5 separate regions of the Mus musculus genome follow, and all the other regions are linked to region 2. A link is a contact called in public Hi-C, Micro-C and promoter capture Hi-C data. All regions are on one chromosome and are shown on one strand. Each heading gives the region's core, a stretch centred on a gene start, on an enhancer-like site or on the middle of the called end of the contact. The rest is flanking DNA. Distances are from core to core; before and after follow the strand shown.

What was found. Promoter capture Hi-C pulls out the DNA fragments that hold promoters and counts their contacts. Hi-C and Micro-C count contacts between places; a contact is called where the count stands out from the background. Capture Hi-C pulls out chosen DNA fragments and counts their contacts.
Region 1: a promoter capture Hi-C map of pre-B cells shows a contact between it and region 2, with 5 times the contacts expected there. The contact joins the promoter of P4ha1 here to the promoter of Serinc1 in region 2. A contact is called at or near these places in 5 of 39 promoter capture datasets (the C10 cell line, hippocampal neurons, liver and 1 more).
Region 3: a Micro-C map of granulosa cells shows a contact between it and region 2, with 3 times the contacts expected there. The contact joins the promoter of Gja1 here to the promoter of Serinc1 in region 2. A contact is called at or near these places in 14 of 39 promoter capture datasets (the 3T3-L1 cell line, cranial neural crest, embryonic stem cells and 7 more), 2 of 484 Hi-C or Micro-C datasets (embryonic fibroblasts and granulosa cells), 4 of 115 datasets of contacts at active chromatin or transcription factors (astrocytes, embryonic stem cells, epiblast stem cells and 1 more) and 2 of 9 other capture datasets (adipose tissue and liver).
Region 4: a contact with region 2 is called in a promoter capture Hi-C map of liver, with 5 times the contacts expected there. The contact joins the promoter of Tbc1d32 here to the promoter of Serinc1 in region 2. A contact is called at or near these places in 8 of 39 promoter capture datasets (the 3T3-L1 cell line, 3T3-L1-derived adipocytes, cranial neural crest and 3 more), 1 of 484 Hi-C or Micro-C datasets (uterus), 2 of 115 datasets of contacts at active chromatin or transcription factors (the NIH/3T3 cell line and extraembryonic endoderm stem cells) and 2 of 9 other capture datasets (adipose tissue and liver).
Region 5: a contact with region 2 is called in a Hi-C map of adipose-derived mesenchymal stem cells, with 3 times the contacts expected there. The contact joins the promoter of Msl3l2 here to the promoter of Serinc1 in region 2. A contact is called at or near these places in 9 of 39 promoter capture datasets (the 3T3-L1 cell line, the C10 cell line, cranial neural crest and 5 more), 1 of 484 Hi-C or Micro-C datasets (adipose-derived mesenchymal stem cells) and 2 of 115 datasets of contacts at active chromatin or transcription factors (astrocytes and cardiomyocytes).

What each region holds. Positions count from the first base shown.
Region 1 is chr10:59,321,982-59,324,681 of GRCm38.p6, reverse strand. It overlaps P4ha1 (procollagen-proline, 2-oxoglutarate 4-dioxygenase (proline 4-hydroxylase), alpha 1 polypeptide), which reads right to left and starts at 1,386. Exons shown (of 15, transcript NM_001316371.1): 1 at 1,206-1,386.
Region 2 is chr10:57,531,118-57,533,817 of GRCm38.p6, reverse strand. Serinc1 (serine incorporator 1) reads left to right here and starts at 1,289. Exons shown (of 9, transcript NM_019760.3): 1 at 1,289-1,461. The coding sequence starts at 1,423.
Region 3 is chr10:56,375,898-56,378,597 of GRCm38.p6, reverse strand. It overlaps Gja1 (gap junction protein, alpha 1), which reads right to left and starts at 1,298. Exons shown (of 2, transcript NM_010288.3): 1 at 1,080-1,298.
Region 4 is chr10:56,227,338-56,230,037 of GRCm38.p6, reverse strand. It overlaps Tbc1d32 (TBC1 domain family, member 32), which reads left to right and starts at 1,349. Exons shown (of 33, transcript NM_001033385.3): 1 at 1,349-1,560. The coding sequence starts at 1,406.
Region 5 is chr10:56,105,443-56,108,234 of GRCm38.p6, reverse strand. It overlaps Msl3l2 (MSL3 like 2), which reads right to left and starts at 1,318. Exons shown (of 2, transcript NM_001163833.1): 1 at 1,206-1,318. The region is part of intron 22 of Tbc1d32 (TBC1 domain family, member 32); the gene reads left to right.

The sequences.
Region 1 (2,700 bases), core at 137-2,636, 1.8 Mb before region 2:
GTGGCTATTCCATCCCTCCAGAGTGCATTCCAAGGAAAAAGTCCAAGAGCCATGGCTCTCGAGTTAAGTCGAACCTGGCAGGTTCCTTTTAATTAAAAAAAAAAAAAAAATCATTTCCTAAAAGAGAACCCAGGAGCTTGTCTATCCCTTTCTGTGGAGGCTCTTCCCTATAAACCACGGTGCAATACCCCAAGAGTCCTCATTTTGGATGGTCAGCTGAAGATGTTAAGTCCGAAAGCCTGCCTTTGTACCAAATTCCCACTCTCTAGGAGAAACAACCTCGTATTTAACCGTACCATCCTTCCCCACACTGAACATCCATCTGGGGTCAATCACAAAATTCAGTTTAAAAGTCTCACACAACCATAGAAGGTTTGGCCAAAATGGACTGACTTGTTGACCCTGCAAGAGGAGGGGAGCGTGAAAGACGAAAAGGGAAAGGGGATCATCAGGGTGAGCTGAACCAGAGGAGGTGGGCAAGATTGGAAACCAGGAGGAAAGAAGGAGCAGAGGGAGAGAGAAATACAGAGACAGACGCGTGTGTCCTTAAGTGATTCACTGGGATGAAGAGGAAGGAAGAAGCCAGCTTCCCCAACTGTGAATGACAGCAACTTCTCAGCTAAACTCGGCGCCCCGGGCTATGTCTACTTGCTGAGACAACGCCGAGAAGCGCAACAGACAAGTTCAGTCCTAACTTCTGAGTAGGTCCCACTTCCCAGCTTTACTTTCCAAAAGTGAAAAGGAAAAAGAGAAGAAGAGCGATCGAAACGGAGAGACTCAGCCCCCGGCTGCAAGCGCTGCCTGCTTTCTCCACTGCCACATGCTAACCATCTGCGGCTCGGGCGGCCCAGACCCCCGCCCGTCCGCCCTCGCCTTCCCCCGGCTTAGTGGGGCGGACGAGGTACCGCTGCACAAGTCATCAGGGAGGCTGGCTGCCCGGGATGGAACATTCAAGAAGGTCCTAGTGCTGGGGCGGGGCGCAAGCCGCTGCTGCCGCTCCGGCCAGAGGCAGGACGGGGGTGGGGGGACGGCGAGGGAAGCTGGGAGAGCGCCGGGGCGGCCTGACTTCGGGGGTGCGGGGCCGGGTCCTCTCGGGGAGACCCGGGGGCGGCTGTGAGAAGGGCTGAGCCCCACTCCAGAGCGAAGGGACCCCGGCTGCCCGCGGGGACCCCGCATCCGTCTCCAAGATCGGAGGAGCGCCTCACCTGGATAGCGGGCCGGGAGGAAGGCGACAGCTCGGCTCGGGTCAGTCCTGTCGCCTGCAGTCCCCGCTAGCTAGCTCCCTGCCGCCCTCAGCCTGCTGGCAGTGCGACTGGGCAGTAGAGGGAGCCAGGCGTCCCTTTTATATTCCCCTGCCGCGCCGGCGCGCCGGAGAGGGGGCGGCCGCAGCCCTCGCTACGTGCGCTCTGTCACACCAGCTCCCGCGCCACTGCGCAGGCGCTTGCGGCGAGCCTCCCACCCACCCGGGAGTCGCCCAGGCCCGGGGTGTTCCAAGCCTAGGCTGGCCCACGCGAGGACGCAGTGCGCCTGCGCAGAGCTCCTGCCACGCCACCGTTCCCGTGGTTACCATGGGGCTTCCACCACCACCCCCGCCCGGGTTCCTGTAGGATTTAGCGCCTTCATTTCAGGGTCAGCGGCGGGTCTCAGAGCCATCGAAGCCATCAGGAAGGACAGTTGTGCAAAATTAGGAGAAGTTTATAAGAATTTAGGAAATAAAGTGGAGGTGTGGAGTGGGAAACAAGACGGTGTATCCGGGGTGACTGTCGGGGCTGGCTTGGCCCACAGGGGTTTTTGCTTTAATAAGCGTCTTTTTTACACTTTTGAACACGAGGATTTCGCTTAATCTCCCACCCGCATACTTTATGGGTGAATAATAGATGACAATTGAGTGTCATCTGAGGTTAAATCCTAACCCACTCTGTATAAAGTTAGATTTTAACTTCCCTGTATCTTGGGTGCTACATCTGCAAAGAAGGAATACAATATTATCTGTTCCCTAGGCCCTAGGCTTGCTGTGAGAAACAATGAGACAATGAATGAAAAAGCACTTACTTAGCACATGCCTAGGATTCAGGAAGAGCATGGAAACATATAATGGGGCTGGGGAGGGGGTGTACCAGGATGTTGGGTTTTGAGCATTTACCTAACATGGAAAAAAAAGGCCTTAGACTTTATTACCTAGCCTCAAACAAACCAGCACAGAAACAAGCATCAACAACAGTAAGTCTGGAGATGTGGCACACACAGCTAAGATTTCAGTTCCCAGCACCGTGCTGGGTGGTGGCTCACAACATCCTGAAACCCCAGGTCGGGCAGATCAACAACTCTGGGCTTCCAAGAACACCGGTATTTAACCACACAAGACACATACGTATAGTTAAAATGAATAAAATTAAATCTTTAAAAAAATACTACTGAGCACACTATATAAGGCACGAACTGTGTTTGAGTTTAGTCTTGATCTAAAAGAAGAGAACCTTAGTTACTGGCAATAAGGACAATGCCAGAGATAATTTACTTCCTGTCAGGGAAAGAAAGACTTTTCTAACATTTGTTACTCGTTTAAAACTGTAAAGTTTTCCTTGCTTGCTAAAGTATGGAACTGATTGGCACTTATCTGGGACAGAGAGACAAAGAGCTTCAGGCGTCTGAAAGCAATGGTTTCTAAAAGTGTGGCTCTGTGGGTCTAGTCAGGAGCAG
Region 2 (2,700 bases), core at 40-2,539:
TTCACAACTTATACTGAAAACAGAGTTTTACACTTGGGCGAAAGAGTATAGAGGTCACATTATCAATCAGAGGAGGTACAAATAGCCTCTACGTGATAGTTTATGTCTTGAAATGTTGGGCTCTACTTTCAGGACTCTTGTAACTACAATGGTTCCCAGTCTTCCATATCTATCTCCAACTACAAATGGACTCACTGAACATTTTGTAGCTCTGTGTGTTCTGTTTTTTTCTTTTTGTTTTTTGTTTTTTGTTTTTTGAATCTTGAACTTCCAAATACTAGGGAACGGATACCAGAGACTTTACAGATTTGCATGCTCAAAACACACAGGCTGATTATCTTCTGTTTTCAATTTTATCCCCACTCTTTGGTCTGTGTTAGTTAACAGTTGTAGTTCTGCCAGATTGATAAGGGTTACTCCACCCCTCTATATGCGTTTTTTGTCAATTTTATGAGACATCTTTATTTTAAAATATTTATAGTAATGGGTATTTCAAAGTGATGTCTGTGTACCAAACTCTTCTCATGGAATGTTTTCAAGGGCAAATTACAGAAAAATAAGAATCGACACTTTTCTATGAACACAGCCCAAACATACACATCAAAACAAGGATGTCAATTGTATGTCCGGATAGCTGTTAATAAACCCCTATACTATAATAAATGTCTTAACTAAGTGAACCCTTTTTCAAGTACATGTTAAAATGTGTCTCAATAGTAAACAAAAGAACGGAAAGGCCCAAACTTGCGGGGGAAATACACACACACACACACACACACACACACACACACACATACACACACACACACACACACGCGCGCATATATATATACGGACACATATATATGTACACACAGATATATATTATATACATATATACATACATATATGTATATATATGATATATAACATACATACACACACACACACACACACACACACACACACACATATATACACACACCAGTGAAACTTGTTCCACATAGTGGCTGCAGGAGTAAAATATGTATGTTAGTAGAACAACAACAAAGAAAACAAAACTAAAAAGGGGACTTTAGTGGAAATGAGATGGCTAAATCCCAAGAGGAACCAAAAAACAGTAACAGTAGCTCTTCTAACGTCCAAATTCAAGACAATGACAGAGGCCTTCCCTAACACAGTCTTCTTTACTTGGCAAAGTAGGCCCACTCCATGAAGCCACAAATCTAGCATCGCTGAAGACCACGCCCTTCCTCTCGGCGCATTGCGCACGCCCGGCAGCAGTCACCGGGTCCAGGTCTGAGCGGAAGTGACGCACGCGAAGCTGAGGGGCTTGTGCGTCTGCGCCGGAAGTGCCTGCCAGACAGTAAATAAGCCCAGAAAAAGGACGAAAGAAGCTGTCTCCATCTTGTCGGCACGCGCCGAGCTGGTGACGCGGCGGCGATGGGGAGCGTTCTGGGGCTGTGCTCCGTGGCGAGCTGGGTAAGGCGACCTGGGGCTCGCGGCCCGTGCGAGCTGGGTTTATCCGCCCTCCTCCGGTCTTTGCGGCTCCGCTTCGGGGCTGGAGCCTAGTGAGGGTGAGGCCGGGCGGAGCGGGGCGTCTCCCGAGCAATGGCTTTCTCTCTCGTGGGAGCCTCGGCCGTCGCCGTTCCAGCTCCTTCCTCCCACGGGCACTGAGTTTCTCCTTGTCACCCCGATTCCGGCGACCTCGCACTGCGGCACTGTCATTCCCGGAGGCCTCTTTTGTTCTGACACGCAGCCGCCAGGGAGTCGGGCCCGTTATTTGGGACATCTCGACAAGTGTCGACGTAGTCTTACCGGGTTTTTTTTGTTCTTGTTTTTAATACAGAAGTCAAATTCCCTTACTACGTACCTTTTTCGGTTTTGTTTGCTTTGATTCTTATATTTCCAAATTTATGTTTCTAGAAAAGGTGTTCAGGTCTGTGGGTACTGATTTTTTTTTTTTTTGACGTAAAACATGAACGTGCAATCTGAAAGTTGATGCTATAGGAAGGGTATGTTGCATTTTCGTGAGGCAGTACAATCCTCTAGAACAGTGGCAAGATTTCGTAAACCAGATGGCACAGATGACCCCGTTCTCTAATAGACAAAACATTGGCAGAGCAGTTTATAATAAAAAGCTTCATTGCTTTGGGTGAGGTATTTGGATTCAAATCTTATTCTTTGGCCAATGATTTCTAAGTTTAACTCGGAACAATCTTTTTTAACTAAATCATCCCTTTGTGTATATGTAACCAATGTACTGGCTAGTTTACATGCCTCATCATTTGAAAACTGCTTTGGTATGATATGACGAGAATTATGCTTAGTTTTTACTCAATACTGTTTGTAAGTCCAATGAGCTATTCCCTTATATTTTGCTATTTGCAGTTGGATAAGGAAATTTGACCTCGGAGAGCCTAATTGAGTCTGTTGACCCCTTTATACAGAAGGCAAAATTAAGTGTAGTAAAACTTAATAAATAGGAGCTGGGGAGATGACTCAGCTTGCTGCTTTTGCTAGATTATGGAGTTTAGTTACCAGCACCCACACATTCGGCAGTTCACTGCTTGTAACTCCAGTTCCAGGGAATCTCACACCCCCTGTCTACTCTCCACTGACAGTTGGCTCCCATGGGCACATACTCCCACACATAAGACACATATGCATACACATAACAATTGTAAGTAGTTATTATAAAATGTTTCCTTGGTTTGTTTG
Region 3 (2,700 bases), core at 49-2,548, 1.2 Mb after region 2:
CCCACCCTGATACTTCGGTGTGGATTTAGGCCGGTCAAAGTGCTTTACAGAATGTGTTACCAATTAAAAATAAAAGCTTTAAGACGGACCCCCTTCAAGCTGCACGTTAGCATCATTTTTGCTTAGTGCTTTGCACCCTCTGATGGCTCCAATTCAAAACTGTCCTAACAGCTCTGAAGTCACTACAAGTCCGGGCACGCAGGAGGAGTTGGGGGTGGAGAGGGGGCAGCTCTTTCTAAAAGCGCAGCTCTAAAAATCCCTTTTCCCCATTCCTTCTAGGAGCTCGCGTTCTAGCAGTTGATTTTGGAAAAGCAACCTGGCACACACTGTTTCTAAACGCCCGTTCTTCCTCTAACTCTCCGTAAGTCACCACCACCCATTCAAGATTTCTCGCGCCCGGAGTTGCCAGCGTGGAGTATTAAAAAAAAATGCTGGCTGTGCAGGCTAAGAGGTTCATCCCGTAGCATCGCACAGGCTTGCACAAAGTACCCACTGTTGGTCTAAAAACTCTAACCGCAGCACCCTGGTCTACGTATTTAGTGGCTTAGTCCTGAAAAGTCTAAGAGAGAACCACGTGGAAGTCAACTGCTGCCGCAGCGTCTCAACAAAGCACTCTGTTACAAAAGGAGTCTGCAGTTTCAAGGCAGTAGAACAGGCGACCGGATTTTCATAAGAAAAAAAAGAAGCGTGTAGTGTCCAGCACTATAGGAAGCAGGCTAAGCAAAGTTGACTGAGGTGCCCCCCCATCACCCCCACCCCCGCAACACCTTCTCCATTGGCGACTACAGAAAAGTGAAGTTAGGCTCCATAACAAAGAACTAAGTTTAGTAACTTGGTCCTTCCTTCACTCTAGTTGGAAAAAGTTTGAGCCTTTTACCTGTTGCACTCTCAGCGGAACTTTTTAAACAAACCCAAATCAAACTCAGCACGTGGAAATGACAAAGGCACTTTGAAGATCGTCGTTCTACTTACAGTATCCTAAGTCAAAGACGCAACGCATTTACAAAGCATAGAAGAGTTTCCCTTACAGAAAGAGACGCTACTAGGTAAAGTGGGTTTTTCTTTTTTTCAAAACTTACTCTTTCACTTAATGAAAGTGAAGCCGGCACGCCAAAGTGGTGGAACTCCTTGGAGGCTGAAGTCAAAGGAAAAGGAGAGTTCGGGCTCTCAGACCTGTCTGTTTAAAGTTTCAAAGTCTGCTGCTGTTGGGTACTTCCCTCACGCCTTTCCCCCAATGAAAGAAAAGTGCTGATACCTCGTAAAAGCGTTTTTTAACTTGGAGCACAGAGCTTTTAAAAGTTTCAAGCCACTGACTCAACTGGAAGGAGGGGCTAGGAGAAAGGGGAGGGAGGAAGAAAAGGCGGGGAGGAGGTGGAGTGGAGGCTGGCGAGCGTGGAGCTGAGCAGGCAGAAGAAGCAACCTGGTCAAGATAAAGTTGTAGTTTCAATGTGCTGACGAGAAGGGGAAAAAAAGTAAGAAATAGCTCTAGATGTACGTCAGCTACTGCGGGGCTGTGACTCCTCACAGATTAAAAAAAAAAACTGTTGGATGGGTCATTCCTTCAGGAGATGACCACGGGCAGTGAGAAGATGTCCCTTTTAGGTCACATTTCCTAAATAATAATGATAATAATAATAATATTACAATAAATAAAAATGGGGGGGGAGACAAGGTGAACTCGTGCAGACTTGTTCTGGGTTGCCCAAGGTGTGTGAAGCTTGAGGTGGGTGTGAGTGATCTTTCTTATGACCTAATTCTCTTCCTCTTAAACCCGGACAATTAACAAAGGAAAGAGGCGGTGGGCATGGGAAAGGCATTTCACAACCAGACCCGTGGAGTGGGATGTCTACTCTTCAGTTTCTCTGCTGCTTTAGGTAGTTTTCCTTATTCTTTTAATTAACAACAAGAAGATACATGTTCTATACTATGAATAAAAATAATATATCATGTATGTAACTCTTGTCTGAAACGTTGATAGGACCTCAACCCAATCTCCAAGGAAGTGAAGATCCATATCTTAGTCTTTTTTATGCCTACAATTTAACATTTAAATCGGCAGGGAGATGCCAGAATTGTCCCCCTCCTCCTCTTCCTTCTAACCGCTGCAGACCAGAGTTGCCAGACACAGCCTGTCTCAAAACTTCTTTCTCTCTTCCAATCCTGTCCCTCGGAAGCACTTTCAGGGAAGAGATGTGGGCCTGGTGACTGCCTGCCCACAGCTTCATGCCTCTCTCATCATACCTGATGGGGTTTATGAAAGCCTGAGTCATATGACCTCATTCCTAGGGTGGGCAGCTCCTTTGAGGGTTCCCAGATGCCCCCCACGAGGGCTTGTGATAGGGCGATAAACAGGCTTCAGCGGCGCTCCTGGAGTTAGGCCTTTGTATAGGCATCACCTGATGGAGCTGAACGTCTCACACTAATGTAAATAGCAGAACAAAGGATGGCGAAGACTTCCTGGGAAACATTTTCCTGCCGAAGCACCCTCTCACTAGGATGACTAAGGGAGTGCCATTTAAAACCTCACAGTTTAAGACCCCAGCATGTTCTCTTACTTTTGAGGTTCCTTTGTCTTTAACTTAAAGAAGGGAAGTAATGTTACAGATGCAGAAACTATAATCGGACTTTCAAGGCTTTATGTCCAGCAATGAATGTGATAATGTGACATTAGATTTTTTTAAAAAAAGATTTATTTATTTT
Region 4 (2,700 bases), core at 100-2,599, 1.3 Mb after region 2:
ATATATGGTGCAATTTCTGGAGAGAAATATTTGTTTTCCTAGAAAATTACTGAATCTGGCTAAACTGAGAAGTATATCTGATGAGGATAGAATATACAGCTGGATTTGGGAAGTTTATTGACGTCAAACCATTCATCAGTTGTTTGGCATCAGTAACTATTGGCATCTGAATATTGTGCATTTGTAAGCTCCCATACTATATATGTTGTTTCTTTTTAAACTTCTTACTGATTTATAAAAAAAAATCTTATGTTTCCACAAGTAACACCACCTTTTTTTTCTTTTAAAGAAATGCATTTTTGGATTTGTTTTTGAATTTCATATTTGTACAATGTATTAGATCATACTCACATGTACTCTTCCACTTCCACACTCCCTTCTTTTTAAAACGTTGATCTTAAAAATTATTTTATGTGTATAGTGTTTGCATGCCCGTATGTCTGTGAACCACAGATGAGTAGTGCCACAGAGGTCAGAAGAGGGCATCAGATCTCATGGAACTGGACTTACAGAAGGTTGTGAGTCACCATGTTGGTGCTGGAAATTGAACCTGGGTCCTCAGAAAAAGCAGCCAGTGCTCTTAACTACCAATCCAAACTCCCTAAACAAAACACAGAACTGACTTTTGCTGCCTATATCCTTTTGGATGTTGGGCCATCCTCTGGAGCATGGCCACATCCTTAGAGACCAATGACTCTTTAGATCCCAGAAGGCAGTTATCCATAGCTCTTTTTGCTAGGGATGAGTGTTCAAGGGCTACTTCCAGTCTGTCATGTGGCATTTCCTTAGTAAAATACATAACTACCCTGTAATGAATTGTTAAGTTTCTTTTCTGTTACAGCGTGCTATCCTCATTGGCAGGCAACAGTTGTTACGGTTGCTGTATGAACCTGGTTTTTCCACATTTCAATACCACCCAATCCCCAGTTGATATTTCAGTTTGGCTTCCTTTGCCCTGCTTTTACTAAAGGCCTCTTCTCTTTCGTCCCCTTCCTACTTCCTGCAGATCAAGGTCAGGATCAGTTCCACTCTCCTCCGGGATTAACCCCTCCCCTGGGCGCGTCAGCGAGCTGACGTCAGGCGCAGCCGAGGCGTTTCCCGTTAGGCCCTCCCAGCAGATCCTGAGGTGTTTGTTGTTCCGGTCGGGGGAGGCTTGAGCTCTGCCGGTACCAAGGAACGTCAATCATCCAACGTTAGCCTCAGCAAGTTCTCGGTGGTCTCTAAACCTACAGCCCAGTCTTCCAGCACATCGCCACTCAACCGCGGCCCCGCCCTTGGACTCGCGCTGTGGTTTCCTAGGGAACGACGCTGAGCGTCGGCGGCGATTGGGCTGGGTCGCGCGTGCGCAGTGCGCTTTGTTGGTGGCGACCCCGCGGTGGTTGCGGAGATTTGACTGCTGCAAGGCATGGCCCATTTCTCCAGCGAGGATGAGGTGATGCTGCAGGCGATGCTCCGGCAGCTGTTCCAGAGCGTGAAGGAGAAAATCACCGGAGCTCCCTCCTTGGAGTGCGCAGAGGAGATCCTCTTGCGGCTGGAGGAGACTGACGAAAATTTTCACAAGTAAAATCGAGTTTATAAGTTTTTAAGCAAACAAACCATTGGTCCAGGAAAGCTGAAAATGATTTGGATAGAGATTTATTTGGTATTTTTTTGCTAAAATAGCTGATTGTTGCTTCAGTTTTTTTTCTCTCAATTGTCCCTGTGCTGAATTTATCCTCTTTTTCCAAAGTGATTTTTGTAGAGCCTCATCTGCCTCTGTGTTCTCTTCTGTCACAGCAGCTTAAGAACATCAATTGTAAATTATTCTGTTCTTTAAAGAACAATCTTAACATTTAAGGGAATTCCTTTCACATTATCTAAAAGTAGTGACCCCCACCTCCTACCCCTCCCCGCCCCCAGGTCCTTATTTGTGGTTTTGTTGGTCTGTTACTTTCACTGCCTGTTGTAAGAAGCCACTCAACACTGGAAGGGCCTCCCACACTGAGGCAGGTCTGGGTGCCTGTGTAGGGGTAGGGCGCCTATACAAATGTCCTAGACCTACTGAAAGGGAGCAGGTTGTCCAGCTTTGAGGAGCATGGAGAGAGGAAGTGTTCGGTGCAAACTGAAGGACCTTTTTATAATCAAACTGCTCCTTAAACTTAAAGATCCTTAGGGCTCAACGCGTTTCTTTGGAGTTTGTTCATGTAGTGAATTAGGCCTCTCAGCTTCAAGGTCTTCCTCCAGGCGCACGCACGATTAGTTGTAGCCTTTTACAATCCAGTGTTTGTCTCTCACAGATACTTTTCCTGTGATGTTGCTTTTGACTTGGTCATTCAGGTGCTGGGAATGGAACCCAAGCCTCATGCCTGATAGGAGGCAGTTTCTGTTGCTTTTTATTGACTTTTGGATATCTCGAAGTTCAGTTTCTAGAAATGGGCATTAAGGGACCCTTCAGTCCTTTAATGTTCTCTGTAAAAGGTTATGTTTTACTTGCCGTTTTATGGTGGTGTTCTTTATAATTTGCTCAGATTCTCAAGGGAATTTAAAAAGATGTGCAAAGAGTCACTGTAGGGTTTCTAATTTAATAAGTCAGGATTTTTGAGACCTGCATGCTATGTTGCCCGGCAAGCCCAGGATAACCTGGAAATGACTATTGAACTTAAGTATCCCAAGTGGTGGGAGCATGTATCACCATGGCCCAGCTTGATTTTTTAAATTTAT
Region 5 (2,792 bases), core at 69-2,568, 1.4 Mb after region 2:
CACTTTTGAGAAATACTGAGGTAAGGATTCTCAAAACTATAGAGTGATTTCTTTTCCCTCCCATATTTATTTTTTCTAGAATTCCTAAAATCACTTCTTTGCTTAGTTTTTTCAAATGGGGTCTGGAAATAATTTGTATCAAGAGTATTGTCACAAAGATATAGTATCTTTAATAGTAATGTCTAATATTTACAGTAATTCTTGTCAGGCATCACCAAGTACTTTAGCTTTAGTCTTGTAAGCCTGAGAGAACTAAAATCCTCCAATGAAACACTGTCTCACCTACAGTTTAAGTAAGTAGTTTATCAAAAAGTCTTTAACTGTTGTCCCATAGCTGGTGAATTCCAGTTTTTCCCAAGTTCACTTGTAATCTCTTCCTATATGTAAACATGTAGTCTAAATCACAAAATCAGTAAGTACCTTAGATGAGAAAGGAAGTACAGATGGCAAAAAAATCTAATGATTATTATAGAGTTTATACTTTACAGAGACAAGCATGCCTGGTACAATTATCTATCATTATTATTACTACTACTACTATTATTGGTTAAGATTTGTTTGTTTATTTATTTCATTCACACCAGAAGAGAGAATCAAATTATATTACAGATGGTTGTGAGCCACCATGTGGTTGCTGGGAACTGAACTCCGGACCTCTGGAAGAGCAGCCAGTGCTCTTAACCACTGAGCCATCTCTCCAGCCCAGCTGGAAAATTCTCCCGTCTACTGTGAAGTTTGAACTGGTATCTTTAACTTCCCTACATTATATCTACTTTTGTTTCCTATTCAGTCTCAGCTGCTTATAGGCTTCTGTGTCTAAGGCTGTATTTTGTGGGGTTTGAGCCCCCCACTATGCTGCATTAATCTTGTGTTGGTTTTGGGTGCTAGATGGGTGTTCTCAGGACTTGCTAAGGGGGTTCTCTAGACCCTAGCTTACTCTTGGTGGCATAGTTCCCTATAGCCAACAATTCCCTTATTGTTCAGTGCTATGAGATGTGGAAATGTGGCAAAATACCTCTAACATATGCCTCTAGAATACCTCTCCAGACACTTTGTCCCATGAGACGTATTTAGAGAACCACAGTCTATGTCTGCTTAGCCCAGAGAGGGCATTGACAACTAATTATGGGATGGAAATCCAGAATCCAGTGCTGGTCAGTGGGGTCAGGGAAGCTCAAAAGCAGCTGCATCTCTGAAAAGCTTACCTCATCAAGGTGGGGATTCAGGAAAACTGCAACCGAACTGCTCGCTGTGGGAATCCTAGCCAACCGTGCAATCCTTTCTCACCCCGCAGTTTTCGACTGCTTTTGAAGCCCAGGAGGAGAGGGGGTGGGGACCTTGAGAATCTTGCTAGTTTCAGTTTTCACCGGATTTGTCTGGTTTACTTCCCGACTCTCTAGCGCCCCCTCCCTCCAGGAGAAGATGTTTCAACTTGGAGGAAATGGCTACAGCCCAACGGGTGGCACTGCCTCCAGAGACTAGGGCCCTCCCACATCAAACATCAATCAAGAGAATGCTTGACAGGCTTGTCCTTTGGCTAATCCGCTGAAGACATTTTCACAATTAGGGGTTTCCTCCTCCAAAATGGCTATAGTTGATACTGAGTTGACGCTAGCCAACACAGCAGCAGGAAGGACAGTGGTCTTCGTAGGCCCTGCTTCCAGCCTTTAAGACCCGAGCCCCCCCACCCCCACCCACCCACCCACACACTTTTTCCCACAGCTCCAGGCTTCTAGGCGATCTGCAGTTCCTGACAGGCAGACTTACTGCGATGCTCTCTCAGATGATGCGTCTACATCCCAAGACGTATTTGAGCTATAAACACTTCCCAGAACTATAACACGAGTATCCTGCATCTACTGAGTGCAAACCTGTTTCATTTAAATCCTTCGTGGTGATCTATTTTTACGTTGCTTCATCCCGTTTAAAGGCTGGTAATACCGAGTTTACAGAGTACTTCATATGTATCCTCTCTGCTGTCTGCTCCCTCGCTTCTTGAAGACAGCGGGGGCAAGAGAGAACCTGTCAGAAATAGAAGTGAATCTTCAATTATTCGGGCACGTTACACTCAGCTATCAAAGAAAGTGGCACTTTTGTAAAATAAGGTTAAACTGACCCAAAGAACACAGTAAATTTTATGAACATATGAATTATATGTGCAGCGTAATCTCTAGTTTATGTGAAATTTTCTCTAGCTACAGAAGAAAAAAATGACTAAGTCTGGCTTATAGATGGTATTATGTGCTACACCTGCAGTTACTGATCTTTTGACCATGGATATCTAAAAGAGGGGATTTTAAAGTACACTGTCTACTTATTTGCTTTGTCTGGAAAGATAAGCATTTAGGTATTGATTTTTATAGCTTTATGGGCCTTGACTGATGAGTAGAAATAACGGCCAGGGGCTCAGGAAACAATCATCAGGAGATTTATTTTAGAAGATGGTTGAACAGAGCACTTCTCACTCTACTAGGAATCAGTGTATAATCAATGAGCACACAGGGGGATCTGATTAAATGAAATGGGTCACAGAACAGAACAAAAACCGTCATGAATCCAGAAAGGAACTGGTAGGGATACAGAAGGGTTGATAGAGAAGAGAGGGAGATAAGAAGGAATATTGGAGAGCTAGCTAGTAATTGCTTTATATCATATGCCCATACGATATTGTCATATAACAAAGTAAATGAAAAATATAAGGAGAAGACCAATAGAAAAGAGTAAATAAAGAGTTCTCTAAGAATAACCCTAGTTTTCTTGATGTCCTCACCTTATTTATTGGTGAGTTTTAT